2 separate regions of the Mus musculus genome follow, and region 2 is linked to region 1. The links are chromatin contacts, called in public promoter capture Hi-C maps. All regions are on one chromosome and are shown on one strand. Each heading gives the region's core, a stretch centred on a gene start, on an enhancer-like site or on the middle of the called end of the contact. The rest is flanking DNA. Distances are from core to core; before and after follow the strand shown. Region 1 overlaps Slc22a23 (solute carrier family 22, member 23). Region 2 has its middle 29 kb from the start of Eci2.

The links. Capture Hi-C pulls out chosen DNA fragments and counts their contacts.
Region 2: a promoter capture Hi-C map of liver shows a contact between it and region 1, with 2.9 times the contacts expected there. The contact joins two enhancer-like sites. A contact is called at or near these places in 1 of 39 promoter capture datasets (the C10 cell line) and 1 of 9 other capture datasets (liver).

The regions. Positions count from the first base shown.
Region 1 is chr13:34,237,318-34,242,217 of GRCm38.p6, forward strand. The region is part of intron 3 of Slc22a23 (solute carrier family 22, member 23); the gene reads right to left. Among named protein-coding and RNA genes, the nearest start is that of Gm52037, 42 kb to the left of the region's middle. Within about 2 kb of position 2,619, at least 74 of the 459 cell types and tissues checked have an H3K27ac peak or open chromatin away from gene starts, as enhancers often do. A contact at or near this core is called in liver, where this site is marked.
Region 2 is chr13:35,020,914-35,025,813 of GRCm38.p6, forward strand. It overlaps a transcript of Eci2 not described here. Among named protein-coding and RNA genes, the nearest start is that of Eci2, 29 kb to the left of the region's middle. Within about 2 kb of position 2,653, at least 4 of the 459 cell types and tissues checked have an H3K27ac peak or open chromatin away from gene starts, as enhancers often do. A contact at or near this core is called in liver, where this site is marked.

The DNA.
Region 1 (4,900 bases), core at 1,369-3,868:
TTTACTTAAAAAAGAACAATGCTATGAGAGAATTAGAACTCTATGCAAGGTAAAAAGAGGGAACATGAAGATGAGCCCAACTCTATAAGCAATATAGCTCTCCTGCTCTAGTCTGAAAACACCGCTTCTTCAAGCAGAGTCACTTTCCCAGTGAGAGTGACCACACAGAATAGGGAGCAAGAAAGGGACTATAAGGGGGTCCATGGGTGAAGTGCTGCCTAGGCTAGACCCTGAGAGACATGGAAAGGTACTAAAGGAAGAAGTGGGGGTACTGGCACCTATCGCAAAGATAAAGGAAGGGCAAAAAGTGGGAGGAGCCAACAACTTCCCAAAGATTGGTGTCTCCTTTGTCATCAGCCTCTGTCTATGGAAAGGGTCTTGTAATTCAGAGAAAATACAAGCAGTGTTTCCCTGCTCTCTGCATCTACATGGTAACAAATGGGCCTAAACACAGGATTTTGGTGGATGGGGAAAGCAGGCAAGTAACTTCAGACTCTGCCCTGTTTTTGTGTGAGTCTTAAATAATAAGCTTCAGGTCTGGAGAGAGACTGTCTCAAAAAATTAAGGTGGAGGGTAATAAACGAACAGACCACATATCCAAGTCTGGCTTCTTCATGTGCAAACATAGGCAACCACATCTAAACTTACACATATGTTCATGTGTAGACACATGTGTAGACACATGTGTGTTCTCTCTCTCTCTCTCTCTCTCTCTCTCTCTCTCACACACACTTTTAAAATAAATAAAAGTGACTGAATCCTCTAGTGCCCATTTTCTCACCTTCTTCCCTCCCTGTGGGGAAGTTCCAAGGCCCCAGAGCCTCTTCTACAAAGCCACTATGACTGAGAAGGGTAGCTTGGGGTGTGGGGCAGGAGACAGGGTCACTGGAATTGAGGGTGGCTGGAATTGCCATTTTCTATGTTCTAGCCATGTGACCTTGGGCAAGGCATTTAAGCAGACACAGCCTGGGGAAATCATTTCTAAGAGTGGCTCAGGCAAAAGCCTGCACTTCACTCAGTGCCTAGAGCAGCGCTTGAGAGTAGTACCTCAGGAGCATCGTCAGACACCTATGACTGGCTTTGGACTCCCCCGCCCCTCCCCCACTGGCCTTGGAACCCCCCTCCCAACCCCCTTAAAGCAGTGACAGCATCTAAGACAAAATGCCCCTTTACTTCCAAGAAATCAACACAAATGAACTTCTGTAAATGCTTATAATTTGCAAAAGTTGGGGGCTTTTTGCATGAAAATGGCAGCAGCTTGCAAAGTGACCTCATCTTTAACCACAGCCCTTTCCCTAAATGTTCCTTTGTGGAAAGGCAAAAACTGATTTTCAAAATCCCACACGAGAAAGCACCAGACAATTGCTGTAGTAAATGTCTAACGCGACACAACACAAGCCTTGTAGAAAGCAGATGCCACGGCTGCCTGTGAAAGGCCAGCCTGTCATGTGCTGGAGCCTAAGACCACAGAATCCATGGGCTGAGAGCAATGGGAGGGCAGGAATACTTCATGCATTTGTTAGGAAACAGAAGTAACAAAGGGTGACGCTACTCCGTGTAAAAGAGCCTCATTTCCACACCGAATTCTTTCCTTAGGGTGGTATTAAATGGACTGGGCTCAAGCCTGCCTCGGATTCCACATGCACATAGTGGTCCAATCGTCACACATGCCTGTCAAACAGTCCTAGTCACTCCACCACTGAAGCAAACTTCTGCAAATCTGGGGGTCACAGGGTCCTGAAGGAAATCATTAAGAATGTAAAGGCACTTCACAGAAAGAGGGGGTCTCTACCCGGAGTTTTCAGAGGCTGCTGAGACTCACCTGAGAACCCCTCTCAAGCGGAAAGAACTTAGAAAGCATTCCCTATACTGGGAGGAAAAATGTGAACGGACTCAAATGGTAGCAAATGGGAAACGACCAAACACAACTGGTAGATCAAAGCAAAACTTGCACGGAGCCCCAAGGACCCTTCACGACAAGGTGAAGTTATAAAGACTCGTTTGAAGTTCAACTGTACTTAGATATCTGTCAGACCTCCCTGGAAACCCCCTACGGAATTAGATAGCTTCTCTCCCATCTTGGGGTCCAAACCATGAAAACACAGGGTGGGAAAAAAAAAATCACACTATTCTACTGAGGTTTGAGTCACAACTGCTGTTCCCAGGGTATCAGGTGACATTCAGATGTAAATGTCACCATAGAAAAGCTACAGCAGACATCTGGGGGCCAATGTTCAGCCTCTGCTTCAGAGCCTCATTAGGCGTCTCTGACCAAGCGAACAGGAGAGAGAATAGAGGAACACCCACTGTGAGCAAAATCCCCAGTGGAGCGCTGGGGGCGGGGAGAAAAGGCAGGCAAAGCGGAAAACAAGCCGGGGCCTGGCCTATCTTCACACTTGGTTAAAATATAACTCAAGTCATGTGCTTTGGGAAAAACAGATTGTGTAAATTATTTCAAATAAGGTTAACAGGTTTTTTTTTTTTTTGATGATAACTTAAATCTCCGTATATTTCTCCCTCTGCATAAACGAATCTGAGCTCCTAAGTGGTTATATATGCTTTGATCTGTGGACAGAGGATGAACTCTGCTCAATAGAGTTCAAAAGATTATCCAAGTTAGTGAGTCTGAAACCAGTGGTTTATCCCAAGACCAACGAGGCGGAGCTTAAGTTTCAGGTACAGCTGAGTGAAAACTTATTTTCAGTTACCATTTTATCCCTTTATCCCAAGATGGAGCTTGTAATTTCAAGCCAAACCCAATGTGGTTTGGTGTCTGTGCTGGATAGTTTTATGTCAACTTGACACACGCTAATGTCATCTGAGAGGAGGGAACCTCAGTTAAGAAAATATCTCCATAAAACCAGGCTGGAGGCAAGCCAGTAGAGCATTTTCTTAATTAGTGACTGATGGAAGAGGGCTCAGCCCCTTGTGGGTGGCGCCATCCCTGGGCTGCTGGTCCTAGATTCTATAAGAAAGCAGGCTGAGCAAGCCATGTGGCGCAAGCCAGTAAGCAATACTCCTCTATGGCCACTGCATCAGCTCCTGCCTCCAGGTTCCAGTTCTGTTGGATTTCCTGTCTTGACTTTCTTCAATGATGAACAGTGGTGATACAGAAGCATAAGATAAATAAACCCTTTCCTCCCCAAGTTGTTTTGGTCATGGTGTTTTGATGCAGCAATAGAAACTTTAACTAAGACAGTCTCCCTACCCCCCCCCCCCACACACACACACTGATTTGACTCCATCAAAGAAATCCTGCAGCCAAGAAATGAGGTAAAAGCAAAGTTGAAATGCAGGCAACCAAATACAAAACATAAACCAATATTCTGAATTTAGCCCCAGGACCTCAACTCTTACTCACCCTGTGAGTGCATGCATGTGTGGATGCTAGATCTTGATTCCCACTCTGTTCCCTTACTATATACAGAATTTCACAGAGTGGGACTTTTTTAGGACAAGACTTCTCTGACCCTCAGTAGACTGTCTTGGGGGTTCTATACCCAGGATAGCCTAGGAAGCCACATGTCCCAGGAGGTTCCTGGAGCCAGCTTAAGAATACTGGAGACATGGCCCAGCAGTTAAGGGGACAGACTGCTCTTGCAAAGGACTGGGATTCTACACACACACACACACACACCAGGTGCCTCATGACCACTTCCAATTCTAGCTCCAGGAGGGGCTTTGATGCCGCTGGACTTTGAACGTTTGCACTCAATGTGCACAGACCCACTCCCATGTAGACAGTTAAAATATTAAAAACATGTCTTTTTAAGAAAAAGAATCCTCACTAGCAAATGTTGGGGGATAGCTGGGACTTTTTCAGCTGCCTCAAACCACTATCCTAGAAGTAACACCTTCATACTGGTGTTCCAGTGGGAGGCCTTCTCTGCTTTCTCAGGTACAATATTTGGAAGTCCATGAATTACACTCATGGAAGAGAAACATGAGAAAAGACACAGCTGACTCAGGTACCTAATCTGACTGCTAGAGTCTGGCTACTGAATGTCCCCGTAGGCCCAGATGTTGATGGTTGGTGTTGGGAGCTCAGGATGTTACCCTGGAGGTGGGAGAAAAGAAGCAGGGTTTGGTGAAAGCGCGCTCCATAGGTCGGCCGGAAGCTGCCTTTAAAGAAGACTGACGGTGTGTCTTTTCTCTTCCCTCTTTTGCTCCCTGATCCAGAAATGAGCCATTTCATTCAATCACACACTCTCCCGTACTGTGCTATCTTGCTTGGAGCCCAAAGACAGAGACAACAGATTATATACTGACACTTCCAAATCTGCAGGCCACAGTAAATTTATTGTCTTTATAGTTGATCCTCTCAGGTATTCTGTTATAGTGCTGGAAAGCTGAAGAACACACCGAAGAAGCTTACAAAGTGCCTTAAAAGTTACCATTGGGGCTTTGAATATTATTTTAACAAAGAGAGAAGTGTAGAATCTCAATGAAATACAAAGAAATAATAATGAAAGGTTTTAGTAAGGTTTGCTTGTGCACTTTCTCTTTGTGACATAGCTCTGAGGACCAGAGTCATGCTTTGTCCCTGGTAGAGAACTTCTCTGAAAGGGGATCTGTGGCAGCTGAACTGTTTCAGAAGGCGCTCCTCTTAGGTAGATGACAGGAGCACCCGTGGAATGTCTTCCTGTATCTGTCAGTTTGTAAAAGTTATCAGCTCTCAACACTGTGAGCCTGGAGGCATGTTCTAGACTCAGAACTTACTGTCACCCACACTTCCACATATTGCTAACCACCATGGTTAGGAATGAGGCAGCCCTTAAAGCCAGCTGTCAAATGGGCCAAATGGTCTATAGCACCCAAGACTTGAATGGAGATCTTATTTCAAACACAAGATTTAGCCCCTTGCCCCTTCTCTCCCCTGTATGCGATCATTCAAAGACAT
Region 2 (4,900 bases), core at 1,403-3,902, 780 kb after region 1:
GTCTACAAAGTGAGTGCCAGGTCAGCCAGGGCTACACAGAGAAACCCTATCTCGAAAAAAACTTTAAAAAAAAAAAAAAAAAAAGAAAGAATTTACTGGGAGGGAGGGAGGGAGGGTCTGGGGGACTTTTGGGATAGCATTTGAAATGTAAATGAAGAAAATATCTAATTAAAAAATAAATAAAAAAGTATTTACCAATAATTTTGCGTAGGAAATACCAAGGTACACAAAGTAGAATTTAGCTAAAGTAGTGTTACCTCCCATGTGACTAGGAGTAAGTGGTGTACAAGCCAGGCTGCACGTAGATCTGTGATCCTGACCCCAAGTTATTTCCAATTGGTAAGTAAAGATGCCAAGAGCCAATAGCTGGCCAGAAGAGACATAGGTGGGATTTAGGTTTTCTGGGCTTGAGATCAGAGGAGAACCACAAGGAAGAAGATGAATGGAAGAGAGAGAAGCCACCATGGGTTAGGTGAGTTCAAGAGAATATGGCCCTGAAGGCTGTCGAATTGGAGTTAAGAGCAGCCTGGATGAAACATAGGAAGTAATAACTTGGGGTTATCAATGGAAAAGTGGATTCTAATAGCATAGTAGGTAGGTATCTGCCCAGCTCTTCTGCTGTTTAAGGCTTATTTTAAATAAAATGGCTTTTATCTGGGAACTAAATAGTCAAAGAGGGGTAGAAACCCCAGGTCAGGATTAAGATGTTCTATAAGACCCCATAGCCACAACTAACATATTTTCTAAAAATAATTACCACAAAAATTCTTCAAAAGCAGATTAAAACCATTACACAAAATAAAATTACAGCAGGATTATTGACTATGTATTCATCTTTTGAAACTCATACTAATCAAACATTTCCCATCTATCTTTCTCTCCACAAGTTCATCATAACCCCAAAGTGATAACTCCTTTGTCATTGATTAACAACGTTTAAGCAAACCAGTCTACAGAAGCAAGGGCTTTTCCTATGCTTAGCTGACAATTTCTATTTACCAAGAAACAGACCAGCATCTATCTTATTACCTCTTATTTTTGAAGGCTTGGTCAGCTAAATTGGCTAATCATTCACTCTCTACTCTTATAAAAGAATTATTTACTCTTTATTCATAGCCCTGTCTTATCAGAATGCACACTAAAACCTATGGCCATATACATAGGTCACAAGATCTAGGAACTCAGACCCAACCTAGAATAAATGTTTTCTTTGATCATTAACTTGTCCCAAGCCTATTTTTTTTTCTTTCAAGTACAATATGTGCTTGTAATTCATGAAGGCCCACTGTCCTCCTTTTGTAACATATGCAGCCCTCACTATAAGGGAGGGGGCACATTCTATTCTCAATTCTAACTTTGTTATAACTTAAGCCACCTTCTTAAATATTTTACCAATTACCCTAGCTTCCTAAAACTATTTAAATCAAACCAGAAATTCTGAAAAAATAATTACTCATCTTAACAATATTAGTTTATAAAAGTTCATCTTCCTATTGATCTGCAGGAAAATTGCCCAATACAGTGGGCTGTCACCCAAGAAGCTCATTTGCCCACTACAGTGCCTCCTGAATGGCATCTGTCATCCTGTGCTCTTACTAAAAACATAATTCTGCCAGGTGAGCAAGATGACTCTAGGTAACAGCTGTGGGAGAAAAAAAAAAAAAACCAAAACAACAACAACAACAAAACCAATGCTGGTGAACTTAAGTATTCTAATTACAGCTGTCTTTGCTTTGTAAATGACCGCCCAAGTCACTAGACTTAGAGTATCTTTACCTTTGCTTAAATTGTGCAAAGTATAATCTGGGGCACGGGCTTAAAAGAGATTTAAGGATGGCAGTGCACGTGCATATAAATTAGTAAAAGTCTGCTGTTTGAGCCTGAATCTTCTTCAGGCACAAGCCACAGCTGGCTATATGCTTTTTTTTAGTAGAAATATTTCTGTTTTAATTTCTAGGTGTGTAGAGTGATATCTCACTGGATAGATATATTATTTCTGTAGCAGTGGTAGCCAGAGACATTGGCATTACAGCAGAATGAACAAGTTCAAGAGAAGTCTTGAAAGGTCTTGGAGTGTCAATTTTTCTGGAAGGAGGATTTCTCAAAGGACTGATCACTGGCCACTTAGGTGAACTGCAGAAAGCCAGGACTAGCTCAATGAAATGTGAAATGGACATGGAAACACCAGGTCTTCAGAAAACTTCCAGTCGTGAAAAGCAATGGACCCAAAGTAGACGTTCATGTAGTAACTAAGCTCTGACTATGGGTGAGGTCCTAGGGAAGAGATGTTGCCTAGTCACACTGGATCTCAGGGAAGACTAGGAGGCAGACCTTGATGTATTAAGTTCTCTATTAATGTGAAGTCACTGTGGGGCAAAGGCCTGAGGGAAGCACAGAGCAGTGAGGAGAACAGAGAAAGGATCAGGTGAGGCAGCTTTTCTAGCCCAAGGCTGCCTGGTGTGATCTGAGGCTCAGGTAGGACTGGCCCCAGGGAAGCATTGTGAGTGGTGGGGCCAGGCTACTGCAACTGCTGTGTTTATAAAAATGGCATCCAAGGCCTAGAAGAAACTTTGGTTGTCTTCTAGTCTATTGTTCATCCTGCCCTGTCCTGGAAACACCCCTAACTGGCCACTGGTGAATCATTTCCAAATACAGTAAGTAAACAAACACCAGCTGGGCTATTTCCATTTCGTGGGTCTGTACCTGTGGACCCAACCAACCACAGATCAAAAACACTTGTGAAATAGAAATCAGGCCTGTACTAAACATGTACATACTCTTTTCTCTTCATTAGTCCCCAACCAATACAATCTATAGAATATTTGTATGGTATATCTCTCTTATACCATATATACCATACACACACACACACACACACATACATATACACACACATATATATGTGTGCATATATATATATATGTGTATATATATATATATATATATATGTGTGTGTGTAATACCACATATACATATAATACCACGCGCAATAGGAACAGACAGACACTACATACACACACACACACACACACACACACACACACACACACACACAGTGTTATAGCTAATGCATGGACTATTTAAAGTATATAGGGTGCTATGGGTAGGTTCCACTAAAATCCCTGACATTTTCTTCATTGATACTGAACTAAGAAATAAAAAAGTCTTCCTCTTGGAGCAGTTTTGAGCAAGAGTCAGGCCAAATTTGAATTATTCACCTTTTTGCCTATGCTTTTCTTCTGTATGTCACCTGTGGTCTATAGGCTATTGTCTGCCTGGGGTGTGTGTGTCTGTGTAGTGTCTGTCTGTTCCCATTGTCTGTAACAAAGGGCTTTGCTCTGTACTTACTGTATAGAACATGAAACATGGTATGGAAAAGGAATGAGAATTTTTTTTCTCAGAATATTTAACAGATTTTACAAGGGAAGAATTACTTTACTAACTAACCCCAGCTGACCCAAAATAGTACTTAAAACCTCTTCCTCTAGTCACTTGTTGTTTCCAATATTAATAGGATATTTGTATTTTTCTTTTTGTTTTTTTAAAATTTAAAACTTGTTGGCTGCATTCAACAAATAATTACCCCAACGCACGTGCACGCGCGTGCTTACACACACACACACACACACACACACAGACAGAGGCACGTGCGCATGGTAGCTTAGTTACTTCTGGGTCAGAGTCATTCATTTAAAATTAAAGCTATGCATATGGGAAGTCCAAAGGTGTTGTAAGAGTGGCTATATTGTTTTCTTTTCTTTTTCTTTTTTCATTAGGTATTTTCCTCATTTACATTTCCAATGCTATCCCAAAAGTCCCCCATACCCACCCCCCCAATCCCCTACCCACCCACTCCCCCTTTTTGGCCCTGGCGTTCCCCTGTACTGGGGCATATAAAGTTTGCAAGTCCAAAGGGCCTCTCTTTCCAGTGATGGCTGACTAGGCCATCTTTTGATACATATGCAGCTAGAGACAAGAGCTCCGGGGTACTGGTTAGTTCATATTGTTGTTCCACCTATAGGGTTGCAGTTCCCTTTAGCTCCTTGGGTACTTTCTCTAGCTCCTCCATTGGGGGCCGTGTGACCCATCCAATAGCTGACTGTGAGCATCCACTTCTGTGTTTACTAGGTCCCGGCATAGTTTCACAAGAGACAGCTATATCTGGGTCCTTTCAGCAAAATCTTGCTAGTGTATGCAATGGTGTCAGCGTTTGGAAGCTGATTATGGGATGGATCTCTGGATATGGCAATCACTAGATGGTCCATCCTTTCGTCACAGCTCCAAATTTTGTCTCTGTAACTCCTTCCATGGGTATTTTGTTCCCATTTCTAAGAAGGGGCAAAGTGTCCACACTTTGGTCTTCGGTTCTTCTTGAGTTTCATGTGTTTAGCAAATTGTATCTTATATCTTGGGTATCCTAAGTTTCTGGGCTAATATCCACTTATCAGTGAGTACATATTGTGAGAGTTCCTTTGTGATTGGGTTACCTCACTCAGGATGATGCCCTCCAGGTCCATCCATTTGGCTAGGAATTTCATAAATTCATTCTTTTTAATAGCTGAGTAGTACTCCATTGTGTAAATGTACCACATTTTCTGTATCCATTCCTCTGTTGAGGGGCATCTGGGTTCTTTCCAGCTTCTGGCTATTATAAATAAGGCTGCTATGAACATAGTGGAGCATGTGTCCTTCTTACTGGTTGGAACATCTTCTGGATATATGCCCAGGAGAGGTATTGCGGGATCCTCTGGTAGTACTATGTCCAATTTTCTGAGGAACCGCCAGACTGATTTCCAGAGTGGTTGTACAAGCTTGCAATCCCACCAACAATGGAGGAGTGTTCCTCTTTCTCCACATCCTTGCCAGCATCTGCTGTCACCTGAATTTTTGATCTTAGCCA